Regions from separate parts of the Mus musculus genome. Here all the other regions are linked to region 1. A link is a contact called in public promoter capture Hi-C data. All regions are on one chromosome and are shown on one strand. The core of a region is the stretch at or near the end of the contact, and the rest is flanking DNA. Distances in the headings are between cores, read along the strand shown. Region 1 holds the start of Dusp23 (dual specificity phosphatase 23). Region 2 holds the start of Slamf9 (SLAM family member 9). Region 3 has its middle 42 kb from the start of Slamf9.

Region 1 (4,023 bases), core at 34-2,533:
TCTCAATGGATCCTGGTCGCAGGCGCCGGATCTCAGCAATGGCATCTCCTGCGGCCAAAGCCCGCTCCTTCACCAAGTAGCAGGCTAGCATGGTGCCAGTGCGGCCAAAGCCTAGGGCACAGTGCACTCCAACAGCCTGTGAAGTGGAGACTGATGGAGTAGAGTCCAATGCCCTCCCCAATACTCCCCTGTCCTCACCCCACACATCACAGGCTCTCCAAGAAGTGACATCAAAGCTGTGGGAGGACAGGTGACTAGGAGGCCTCTGGAATGGCTGGTTCCAACTTGGGCTCTCAGCCTACATCGCCTGGCCTCTATCCTGTGCTGTCTTGTATAGTACATCCAGCCACTTGTGGTGCTATTTTTCCTGAAATGTGTCAGTCCAAACTGAGCTGAGGTGCAAAATACTTACCAGGCCCTGAAGATGCGGCATGAAAAAGACTGGACATGCCTCATTAATAATTTGTTTCATATTGATTCTATGTTGAAATAATATTTTTGACTTATTGGATTAGTACAAAATTAACTTCACCTGCTTCTTTTTCATCTTTTTCGTTTTTTGTTTTTGTTTTTTTTTTAAAACGTAGCTGCTAGTAAAATTTAAAATTACAAGTGTGTCTCTATGACATTTGGACCTCTAGTAAAAGGGCTTTGAACTGATTCCGTCTGACATAGGCGCTCCCTGGACTCCTGGAAGGATTTCACTTGACAGTACTCTCTCTCCAGCCTACTTGGCACCACCTCTCCTAGCAGCATAGTTGACTTTAGTCAGGGAGTGGGTCCATCTAGCTCCCACCCCACTTAGCCCTGTCACCCCCGCCCCCAACCCCAGGCTCTCCCACTCTTTTCGGACTCCAGCTCCGGCCCCGCCCACTCATTTCCTTCCAGGCCCCGCCCTCTCGCTCTGGCTCACGAGCGTGCTGACCTCTCCCCGGGCATTGGCCTCGTCCACGATCTTCACAAATTGGTCGATCTGTTCCGGGGACGGCGGGCAAAAGTCAGGGATGCGCATTCGGTGCAGCGTGAGGCCGGGACAGCTGTCACTGTGAGGGGGTCCGCGCTCCGTCAGGGACACCAGGTGCCGCACACCCTGGTCCAGCAGGAACTGGTAGTGCGCGGGCAGCCGGGGCAACGCCAGTCCGGCCAGCCGTCCCGGAAGCACCCAGGAGAAGTTGGGGGGTTGCACGCCCATCGTGGGGGGAGTTTACTCAGGGCGAGGCTGGCCTTTCCTACTCTGCCGGGAGATTGGGTCACCCCCCCTCTGGGGCTGGATTCCGTCCCCGCTCAGCACTTGCCCTAGCGGGCCACGTAGTCTCTTGGACCCTCCCCCGTGACGCTCCTCCCCACCCAGGGTTGGCTGAACAGCGGGGGCGGGGCTAAGACGGCTCCAAGGCAGGCAGAGAAACCCTACAGCCCAACGGACGCGAGCAGGGCACTCGTTGATAGGCTGGGTAATCAACAACAAGCGTGATTATTGCAGCGGGGAGTGAAGGCACTAAGGAAGCCTGGAACCAATTAATTGCTCCTGTAGAGAAAACAGCCCAGGGCTGGGCTCTGCTGCTCCCTGGTGGTGCGTTGGAGCTACTGCATCGTGGGCCAGCCGCCTAACGGCCTGGTCTCTTCATAGTTTTTATACAAGGGGTTTAAATAGTGATAGAAAAATCTACTTCTGCCTGGGCGCGGGTGTGAGTAGGTAATCTCTTCAATGACCAAGCAGTCATGGTTGCTGTCTTCTTGAGTTCTTGAAGTAAGAGGGAACTACTATGTCCCAGACAATAGAAAGTTTTATTTTTCTACTGCCGACAGTAGTTAAAGGATGGGGGGTGGGGAAATATGTGGCACTGGAAATGGTACTCAGGGTAATATAGTAACCACTATCAACAACATAAGGGTTAACAACATTTAAGCTTTTGCTTTGTGTTAGGTACTTGTGCAAATACTTTTTATATATGTTAATTAATCGCCATAAGGTAGGTGATCACAGTAACCCCATTTTAGAGATGAGAAAACTGAGGCACCGAGGAAGCTAAGGAAGATACCATTCTCCAGAATCTCTCTCTCTTTTAAAAAAATGTTTATCTTATGTATATGAGTGCCCTGTAGCTGTCTTTAGACACACCAGAAGAGGGCATCGGATCCCATTACAGCTGGTTGTGAGCCAACTTGTAGTTGCTCAAATTTGAACTCAGGACCTCCGGAAGAGCAGTCAGTACTCTTAACTGCTGAGCCATCTCTCCAGCTCCGAAATCTTGTTTTAAAAATTATTATTATTTTTATTTTATGTACATTGGTGTTTTGCTTGCATGTGTATCTGTGTGAAGGTGTCAGGACTCCCGGAGCTGGAGTTACAGACAGCTGTGAGCTGCCGTGTAGGTGCTGGGGATGGAACCTCTGGAAGAGCAGCCAGTGCTCTTAACTGCTGAGCCATTGTTCTGTCCCCCTCTCCAGAATCTTTTAATGGCACACTTTCCTACAGTCATCCAGGAAATGACAGTGTTACACAGCCATCTTCACATTCTTCCAAACATTTTGTGTTTAAAACCCTGGGTATTTTCTTAACCGGGGGCCTAGGGACATACTGACCTAAGCCCACAAGACCTGGGTATGAAGACATCCTACCCTCCCTTGGTTGCTGGTCATTAGGGTGAAAATCTGGGCCTTGGGAGCCATAACAAGCCAAGATGGGCTACTTGTCTCTTCAATGGGCCAATTAAATAAACCTGCTAGTGAAAGCGGGAGGTGGTTTATTCAGTGTGCTACATTAGTGAGAGAAACAAGGAGGTCCAGTCCCTACCACCCAAGTCTATCTTTAGGGTCCTGGTATGAGGATTAGGCTTAGGTAGAAGGTAAGAGTTATGTATAACTGAGTGTTCCTGGTCAAGGTGTGGTTCTCCATGCCCCCCTTCACCCTAGCCTCTGCTTTCGTCTCTCATACAAGGAGACAAGTTCCCCATCTCTCAAACACCAGGCTCCCAGTCTTTCCCTTCTCCTGCGTGAGGCTCTCGGGGGAAATTCCAGGATCGTGGAGTCCATTGTTTCAGCAACCGGGCAGCGGGAGGGCTGTCCACGGCATCAGCAAAATGGAAGGATTTCTCCTTTCCGAGGTGGATTGCCTGCTCTGGCTCAGTGGGAACGAACCTTGACGGCAGACAGCTGTGTCTGGAAGTAACATTTCCAGGAACTGTCCGTGTGGGCAGATCACTTCTTGGGTTCTCTGCTTTCTCTGTCTACCTTCCACGTGTCAGGGAAGAACTTTCCACGTCTCTCCTCGCCCTTCCGTGCACGTCTCTTATCTCCTTCCTATCCAGCTCCAAGCCTGTCTTCTCCAGTGGGAGGCAGACTCTCTTCTCTAATGAGCCCCTAGGCTGCTCTCAGTGTGTCCTCTCTCCTGTGGGTCTCTGAGGCTGAAAGGTCGTCCATCATCCTCCCTCCTACGCAGGCTTGCCTGTGGAAAGGCCAGTTAGCTCCGAGTGAAGACTTGCTCTCCCTTGTCTGCTCATCCTTCATCTTCTAGAGAGAGAAGGGCTCAGGGTCCATGTCTGAGCTGTGTCCCATTGCAGGTGTCTCCTTTAATTTTCTGTCTCAGCTGAGGGTTTCTGTAAGAAAAGCCACTGCTGGGCTCCTGGCGAGGCTTCCTGCAACCTCGGCAGTCTCTTACACATTATCTACAGGATCTTTCTTGTCTGTTTAGGGCTATCTGGGCCTCAGGAGGGTTTAGGCTCTGTGTACTCTGATCTTCCCACTGTGGAAGTTGCTTTGTTGAGCCAGAGTTTCCTGTTTTTGTTGGAACTAAGACTGATTTGTTGAATCTTTTATTTTTACCAGCGTCTGGACATAGTGTTCAAAAGTGTTAAGTAAATGGACTGAAAAAATAAAGAGAATGCATTGGCAAGACGTACTTCAAGACACTGGGAGTCTCCAGGGTGTCTGTGGATTCTTCAGTTGCATGGGGACTGTGTTGAATATTATGTGTAACTTCTTTTAAAACTTCATTTTTTTACTGTAATTTAATTCACACACTAA
Region 2 (3,888 bases), core at 474-2,973, 160 kb before region 1:
TCTTCTGAGGAAAGTTTTTCTTACCTTAATTCTATATAATCCTTCTCAAATCTGATTTTCTCTATATCATTGATCAACATTGATAATCTGAATGGTTTAAAATCTTTCCATGACATTAACAACTCTAATTTACACCCTTCTTTAAATTACTGTCATTATTATTGTTGTTTTCTTTTTGAGATAGTGTCTCACTATGTAGCCCTGGTTGGCTTGAAACTCAGAGCAATCCACCTGCTTCTGCCTTCTGAGTGTTGATATTAAAATGTATGTGCCACTATTCTTGACCTGAAACAGTATTTTAAGAGAGAATTAGCCTTATCTTGCTGTCCAGGCAGAGGGCCTATGTGATGTCCCTCTCAATTCATGTCACAACAAAAACAAAAACCAAATTCACATAGTTTCTGGAACACTTGATATCCTGCCAGTGGAGAAGGAGGATGTCCTCAAATTCTTTGCAGTAAGAACCCTCTTAGGTGGCACCAATCTTGTCTTCCTTATGGAACAGTAAATCTTCAAAAGACAAAGTGAGAGGATTTACGTTAAAACAAAACAAACAAACAAAAACCCTAGGAGGAGCTGGGAGATGCTGCTGCTTTCAGCTCCAGCCATTACTGGCATTGGGAATCCTGCTGATGTCAACTTCATTGCCTCCAGGAACCCCTGGGGCCAGCTAGCTGTCCTGACTTTTGCTCCTGCAAAAGACTTTCATTACTCAAACTAAGAGGACTTCAGGAAGCGATGGCTTTTGCTAGTCACCAATCCCAGAGCTGATCCCCAGCCCATCACAAAGGTGTCTTATGTCAACCTGTCTGCCGTTGCTCTGTGTAACGCACATTCTCCTCAGTACTATTGACATTGACATTGCATGCAACAAGGGTACTCACCCAGTGAATCCTACTTGGTGGATGTTGGCTTGGGAAGTTCTGCACACATGTGACACCATCTCTGGGGAGCACCCATAGTTCTCATCAGGTCATGTCTAATCTCTACTCCTATAGGGAGCCTGAAGAGATGGAGAAGGAAAAACAAGTGTAGCCGAAAAGGCTGTGACTACAAAAATCTGTCAGTGTGGAAGGACTATACCTGCTCCTGAGTTCACTGCTCCTTGGCCAAGGTGGCAGACTGGAGGTTTGCAGGTGTCTTCTGTGCCCAACCAGAAGTTCCCAGTGAAGACTTGATGTTCAGACACTCCAGGGACTAGTCTGCACCGCTCATGCCACTGAATCAGATGGCAGTAGCACTGAGTGGTCAAAACTGTTTGCAGACACCAGGCAAAGCAGAAAGGTGGATGGAAGACAGCATCACAAATGGGAATACAAATAGCTTTAAATAGAAGACTTCCCACGCTCATCTTTTCTAATGCCATGAAGATGCGTTTAGCAGGGGCTAGGAACAGTGAAACATAACAGTGGAAATAAAAGATAGACTCTCTCAGGGGAGATAAAGATCACAGCAGCATAGAAAATACTGAGGGGGTGGGCGAGAGTGTTCAGAGGGCCGACAGCTGGGTAGTTCGAAGCACGTGCATATGTGATTTCTACGGGATCTGGGCATGCAGCTGGCTGGAGATAGAAAAGTCAAAGTCTGTATTAGGAAGTGAGATTTGGGTTTGGTTTGGGGGATGGGCAATCTGAGACAGTGGCTTACATCATCTGACTGTTAGACGGAGGAGAGGCACATTTCCATGAGGGCCAGGGAGGAGTTTAATGTGTACAGAGGAAGTTGGAGGGAGAATTATTTCCCTCTCTGCTTCCTGCCAGTATCAACCAGTCATTCTGCCTCTATGGACCCCTTACCAGCTTGTGTTTCCACAGCCTAGCCAGCTGACCAAGTCACTCTTCCCAGGCAAGAGCTGCCAATATGGGGGCCCTTCTGTGGTCACTCCTGCTGCTGCTTCAGGAAGGTGAGTGGCTCCCTGCTCCTGTATAAGACTGTCTTTATACCCTCTGTTCCACTTGGCCTTAGGCTGGCAAGACCCTTCCTTTGGGGATGAGTGTGTCAGCCCTTCTGTTGATGGGGCACCAAAGGATGATTGTGACTCGCTCTGCAATAAACATGGGTGTGCATGTATCACTGTTGTACATTGATGTGGATTGTGCTGAATGCATGCCTACATGTGATGTAGCTGAATCTCAGGCTAGGTTGGGGGAATTTCTACTCTGAACTCCAAGGAGTGGGTTATGGCCTCTGAGCAGGATGAGAGGGTATATCTGGGTGACATGCATGGGGTTGCAGTTCCAGAAGGACAAAAAAGAAGGGAAATGGTGAAGAGATCAATGGGGACCATCTCTTCCCCCTCCCTGACCCCACCCCCTCCCAGATCCTTGATCAACTCAGGTGCAGTGGAAATCTAGAACTACAAGAGGTAGCTAGAGAGTCCTACGATGGTGCATAGAGCTAGAGAAGGTGCTCAGAGGCAGATGAGTCATAGCTACTCTGTTACCTAACTGCAGCCACCAAGAGATATCAGCCAGGCTGTATGCATCTCTTTTTCAGCCAAAGGGTTTTCTGGAGATGATGAGGATCCTGAGGAAGTGGTTGGTGTCCTGCAAGAGTCTATCAACCTCTCTCTGGAAATACCATCCAATGAAGAAATTAAGCACATAGACTGGCTCTTTCAAAACAACATTGCCATCGTGAAGCCAGGCAAAAAGGGACAGCCAGCCGTTATCATGGCAGTGGATCCTCGATACCGGGGCAGAGTGAGCATCTCTGAGTCCAGCTACTCCCTGCATATTAGCAATCTGACCTGGGAAGACTCAGGGCTTTACAACGCCCAAGTCAACTTGAAGACATCTGAGTCCCACATCACGAAGTCTTACCATCTCCGTGTCTACCGTGAGTTTAAGACTCCCCTTATTCTGGCTTTCCTGAGCTTGGCATGGAAGCTCGGGAGCTGAGGTAAGCCTTAAGAGGCTGAAACTGGAAGGCAGACTGCTTGTAGTGTGGTCTGTTCCAGTGCCTGAGCTTCAGCCACAGGGAAAATGAACAGGAACAAGGAGGCAATGGACACTGAGGCTGTTTCCATGGAGGTGCCCAAAGCAGTAAGAAAGATAAAGATGGTGTATAGAGCATCAAAGGGCTCTTTTTCACCAAGGAGATTGCTCTAGATAAACAGCTCTCGAAGCCTTTATTCCCCTGAGTGGTTCGAGGATTAATAAACATTTTTCCCTACTTGAAACAAAATTTCTTCACCTGCCACATTGAATCTACTTTGGGTCTTGGAGAGATGGTTACCATGTAAAGGTCTTTGGGAGGGGGAGGGGTGATACTATACTGTGTAATCAGTGAGATAGAAGAGGATTTGAAGGTAAGAGGGTGTAAAGCTAAGAGAGTGATGTCAGAAGGTTCTAGGGCTGGGTATCTGTCTCAGCAGATCCTCAGGACCCTGCAACCACAATTTATGTGGTTGTTTTATTTGATTTTGCTTATTTATTGTTTGAGTAAATAATAATAAATAATATTATAATAAATACCTCTCAAGATAGCAAGAATACCCAAGGCTTGAGAGACTAGGAAAACAGACCCAACTCTGGAATGTTCAATGGGTCTATTTTCTTCTCTTTTAGGGAGGCTGTCAAAGCCCCACATCACTGTGAACTCTAACATCTCAGAGGAAGGTGTCTGTAATATATCTCTGACGTGCTCCATAGAGAGAGCAGGCATGGACGTGACCTACATCTGGCTTTCATCACAGGACAGCACTAACACATCCCATGAAGGCTCTGTCCTCAGTACATCCTGGAGGCCTGGTGACAAAGCTCCTTCCTATACTTGCAGGGTCAGCAACCCCATCAGCAACATCAGTTCCCGTCGCATCTCTGTTGGGTCCTTCTGTGCAGGTACCAAAGCCCAAGACACCATTCCTGAGCCTGTGCAAGTCCTGTG
Region 3 (3,587 bases), core at 918-3,417, 200 kb before region 1:
TGTCCCTAGTCTCTGTCCCAGCAGATTTCAAATCAACTGTACTCTTCAGCAGTTCCCCAGCCCCAGGTATTTAATTTCCTCAGAATCTGCAACCCACACAGCTCCAGAGTGGCTAGCTTCAGGCAGTCCAGCCTCAGCTTCAACTTGGCCCGCACTTCCCTAGCTTCCAATGATCCCACACAGCCTGGTCAGCAGGCCAAACAGCTTGCATTCTCCAACCCCCAGACATCCCCACCCCCTCCCTGCACCTTGGCTAGAAGTCCAGCCTTCTTGGCTCCTCAACAACAGCCAGCAGGCCCCAGCAGACAGCAGGAAGTTGTCGGAGAAAAGATTGTTACCCTTTGTCATTTCTTATCAACAAAAAGACTGGAATGTTAGGTCTCAAACCTGGGACAAACTGCCAGCTGATATGTCTATTTAATATATCAAAGTGTCTCTAGCTGCCAGGTTCTCCCAGAATCCCTCAGTCCCTACCTATTATAGGTTATGGCTGGTGTAACCCACCCTACCCTAAACTTCTCCAGCCTAGGGGCTGGGCTGCCATTCCCTATGTAATCCAACCACTTTGGCTTTGCGGGTTCTTTGTGTGCCCTCCTGGCCTTTTGGTCTCCTAGTCTCCTAGCTCCACCCCCTTATCCTCACATAGCCCAGCCAGAGTCATGTTTATTCTGGACTCTCCCAGATGTTTCTGACTCTGCCTATTCTCTCACTCTTATGCACAATAAACTTTCTCCTACTTCATCGTACCTAGGAGCAGTCATGTCCTTCCTTCTGTCCTTCCTTCCTTCCTTCCTTTCTCTCTTTCTATTCCAATTCATTAATCAAATGTATGGATGGAGCTTTTTGTTCAAGAATGGTGTAGCCTTGTATGGTCTGACAGGACCTGATGAGGGCTGGATGACTGTTGTATTTTAAGTGTTTGCAAGTGGAGTGAGGGATAGAGAACGGGCATGTGGGAGGAATGGGAAGAGGCCAGTGAGAGGGATCAGGGGGTAAGCACATTTGCGGCCAAGCCTGAGGAGCCGAACTTGATTTTCAGGACCTACATGGTAGGAGGAGAGAACCCTATGAATTGTCTTCTAGCTTCCACATGTGTGCTGTGGTGTGTGCATCCAAATAAACAGATAAATAAATAAATGCAGTGCAACTTTGTTTAAAGAGAGGAGTGTCAAGCGTAGGTATAGAAGGACAAAGGGAGAGGCTGCCATGCATGGTGCGCTGACATTTAAGAAGAGCTGTGGGGAGCGAGAAAGTCCCTGTGCTGAGAAATGGAAGCTACATTTATGACCGGGGGCTTCCGACTGGGTATTGCTGCCTACGTCTGAGATAAGTGTATTTCTTTATTTTCCCAGTCGTTCTGGGGACTAGTCTAGTCTGCTCTGTACAGCAGGCCTCCCTTATCAGTGGTTCCCCCTCTCGCCACCCCCACCCCCGTGATGATTTAAGTTATCTAAGGTCAAATGTCCAATGGAAAATTCCGTTGAAATAAATAGCTCTCAGGCTTTGAATTGCATGCTGCTTTGGGAATCGTGATGAAATCTCATGCCGCCTTGCTTCATCCTTCCCAGGTAGACTTCCCTCGTTGTCCGGGGTATCCATGCAGTATGCACTACCTTCCCATTGGCCACTTAGCCATCTTGTTTATAAGGTCAACTGAAGGTCTCACAGTGCTTGTGTTTAACTTCGTCTTACTGAGCAGTGGTCCTGAAGCACATGAGCAGTGATGCTGGCAATTCGGACACCACAAAGTGCAGCATCACAGGGCATCCTTTATGAGAGAGGGTGAGGATACAACGAGGTATTTTCGAGGGGCCACATTCACAGAATCTATGTGATAATATATTAATCGTTATATTTCATTATTAACTGCTAACCTCTTACTGGGCCTAATTTAGAAATTAAATGTAATCACAGGTATGTACAGTATGATCTCTGGCCTCGGACTTCTATCTCCTGGGGGCGGGGGCAGTTTTAGAACACAGCCCATGGGTAGAAGAGCAAAGCCCTCTGGGAAATTGCTGCTTTGGTGAGTGAAGTTACAGGTCCAGCATCCCCTCACCTCAGAGAAAGAATAAAATTGTTATGAGAAGCCATTGAAGCATAAAGACTGAGAATTCAGCGACAGAAGTCATAGCTAAAAATAAGCAGAGGAAATATAAAAGTCCCCAGAGAAAAAGACTCAGTGAGGAGGACCCTGAGTGTGCTACTCCGGTTGGGGTGGGGATTGGGTAGGCGTTCTGAGTTATAGAGAACAATAATCAAAGAAGGATGACTGACAGAGCTAGGCATTGAAGATAGTGGGGGGTGGGAGTGGAGCTTGGGGGTGTGTGTGTGTGGGGGTGCTATACCCTCGCAGTCAGGAGGCTGAGGCAGGATAGTTGGGAGTTCAAAGCTAGCCTGAGCTATATAGTGACATCCTGTCGCAAAAAAGCTAAGAAAACAAACAACCCCTCCCCAACCTAAAAACAACAACAAAAAATAATAAAAACAACCAAGAAAACAAACCAGAAGGCTGAGTAGCTCAAAGGCGAAATTCTAGGTTGTAACTGTATGCTTTATTTTCTGGTTGTTGTTAAGGAACAGGGTATAAAACAGGCCGTGGCTGGTTCATATATGGCCACAGATAGTCGACCTACAGCCTTTGCAGCAAGCAACGGAAGAGTCAAACCAGCTTTGCTGCATTAATGGGCACAAGAAAGCCAGGACTCAGCTAAAAATAGCATTTCTCCAAGGTTTGGCCTCGGTTTCTAAGACAGGACCGACCAGGGAAAGTGAAATATGTTCCTGGAGACAGTCCCCTAGGTACTTCCGGTTAGCCTGCCTCCAGCTTCCCAGACCAGCAATTTTATCAGTCTTAGTTCTTGTTGCTCTGACCAAGGGCTGCTCTATGTGATTTATACGTGATATCCATTTATTTCTCAACGTTCCATAGAGGGGAAGCCTGGGGGCCGAGTGTGGCACCGCTGTGTTCCAATGAGGACAGTGGAAGAGTCCCCCACCCCCAACGGCCCTCTCCCCTGCAACCCCCCAGCTTCTAAGAAAGGTACTAGCTCCATTTATGATGGCTCTATCACCAGGGTCTGATTGCTTCCTATAGGCTCAACTTTCAAACACTGTAAGATTAAGGTTTTAACATACAAAGTTGAGGACAGCTGGGTTGGGGGAGATGGACAAACATTTAGTCCCTGACAGAGAGCGCAGAAACACTCCCACAAACTATGAAGCTTCCCTAGTCTCTTTCCTAGTCTCTTCCTGCCGCAGAATCTTCCAAATGCAATTGATGACTCCTCTCCCTGCTAGTAGCAAGCCCAGAGTAGATGGTCATGTGGTTTGAATAGGAATGGCCCTCATAGATTCCTGGGTATGAATGTGTGATCCATAGAGAGGGGCAGTATTAGGAGGTGTGGCCTTGTAGGGGTGGGTGTGGCTTTGCTGGAGAAAATGTGTCACCATGGGGGGCGGGGGGAGGCTTGAGGTCTCATATATCCTCCTGCTGCTGGCTGCAGATCAAGAACTCTAGGCTGCTCCAGCACCATATCTGCCTGCGGGTCACTTTGCTTGCACCACGATGATAAGGACCGAACTTT

What was found. Promoter capture Hi-C pulls out the DNA fragments that hold promoters and counts their contacts.
Region 2: a contact with region 1 is called in a promoter capture Hi-C map of macrophages, with 6 read pairs. The contact joins the promoter of Slamf9 here to the promoter of Dusp23 in region 1. A contact is called at or near these places in 7 of 39 promoter capture datasets (the HPC-7 cell line, hematopoietic stem and progenitor cells, hippocampal neurons and 4 more), 1 of 15 datasets of contacts at CTCF or cohesin (embryonic stem cells), 43 of 484 Hi-C or Micro-C datasets (the AML12 cell line, B cells, CD4 T cells and 31 more), 13 of 115 datasets of contacts at active chromatin or transcription factors (embryonic forebrain, embryonic hindbrain, embryonic midbrain and 10 more) and 5 of 9 other capture datasets (adipose tissue, embryonic stem cells, liver and 2 more).
Region 3: a contact with region 1 is called in a promoter capture Hi-C map of pre-B cells. The contact joins the enhancer-like site here to the promoter of Dusp23 in region 1. A contact is called at or near these places in 10 of 39 promoter capture datasets (the C10 cell line, the HPC-7 cell line, HPC-7-derived erythroid cells and 8 more), 1 of 484 Hi-C or Micro-C datasets (myocytes), 3 of 115 datasets of contacts at active chromatin or transcription factors (embryonic basal ganglia, embryonic forebrain and large pre-B cells) and 3 of 9 other capture datasets (adipose tissue, liver and macrophages).

Annotation. Positions count from the first base shown.
Region 1 is chr1:172,631,691-172,635,713 of GRCm38.p6, forward strand. It overlaps Dusp23 (dual specificity phosphatase 23), which reads right to left and starts at 1,284. Exons shown (of 2, transcript NM_026725.2): 1 at 926-1,284; 2 at 1-136. The coding sequence starts at 1,192. Gm35601 (a long non-coding RNA gene) reads left to right here and starts at 1,290. Exons shown (of 5, transcript XR_001779542.2): 1 at 1,290-1,451.
Region 2 is chr1:172,473,637-172,477,524 of GRCm38.p6, forward strand. Slamf9 (SLAM family member 9) reads left to right here and starts at 1,724. Exons shown (of 4, transcript NM_029612.4): 1 at 1,724-1,903; 2 at 2,497-2,838; 3 at 3,570-3,842. The coding sequence starts at 1,861. It also overlaps the pseudogene Gm7804.
Region 3 is chr1:172,431,799-172,435,385 of GRCm38.p6, forward strand. No RefSeq gene overlaps it. Among named protein-coding and RNA genes, the nearest start is that of Slamf9, 42 kb to the right of the region's middle. Within about 2 kb of position 2,168, at least 55 of the 459 cell types and tissues checked have an H3K27ac peak or open chromatin away from gene starts, as enhancers often do. A contact at or near this core is called in adipose tissue, liver and pre-B cells, where this site is marked.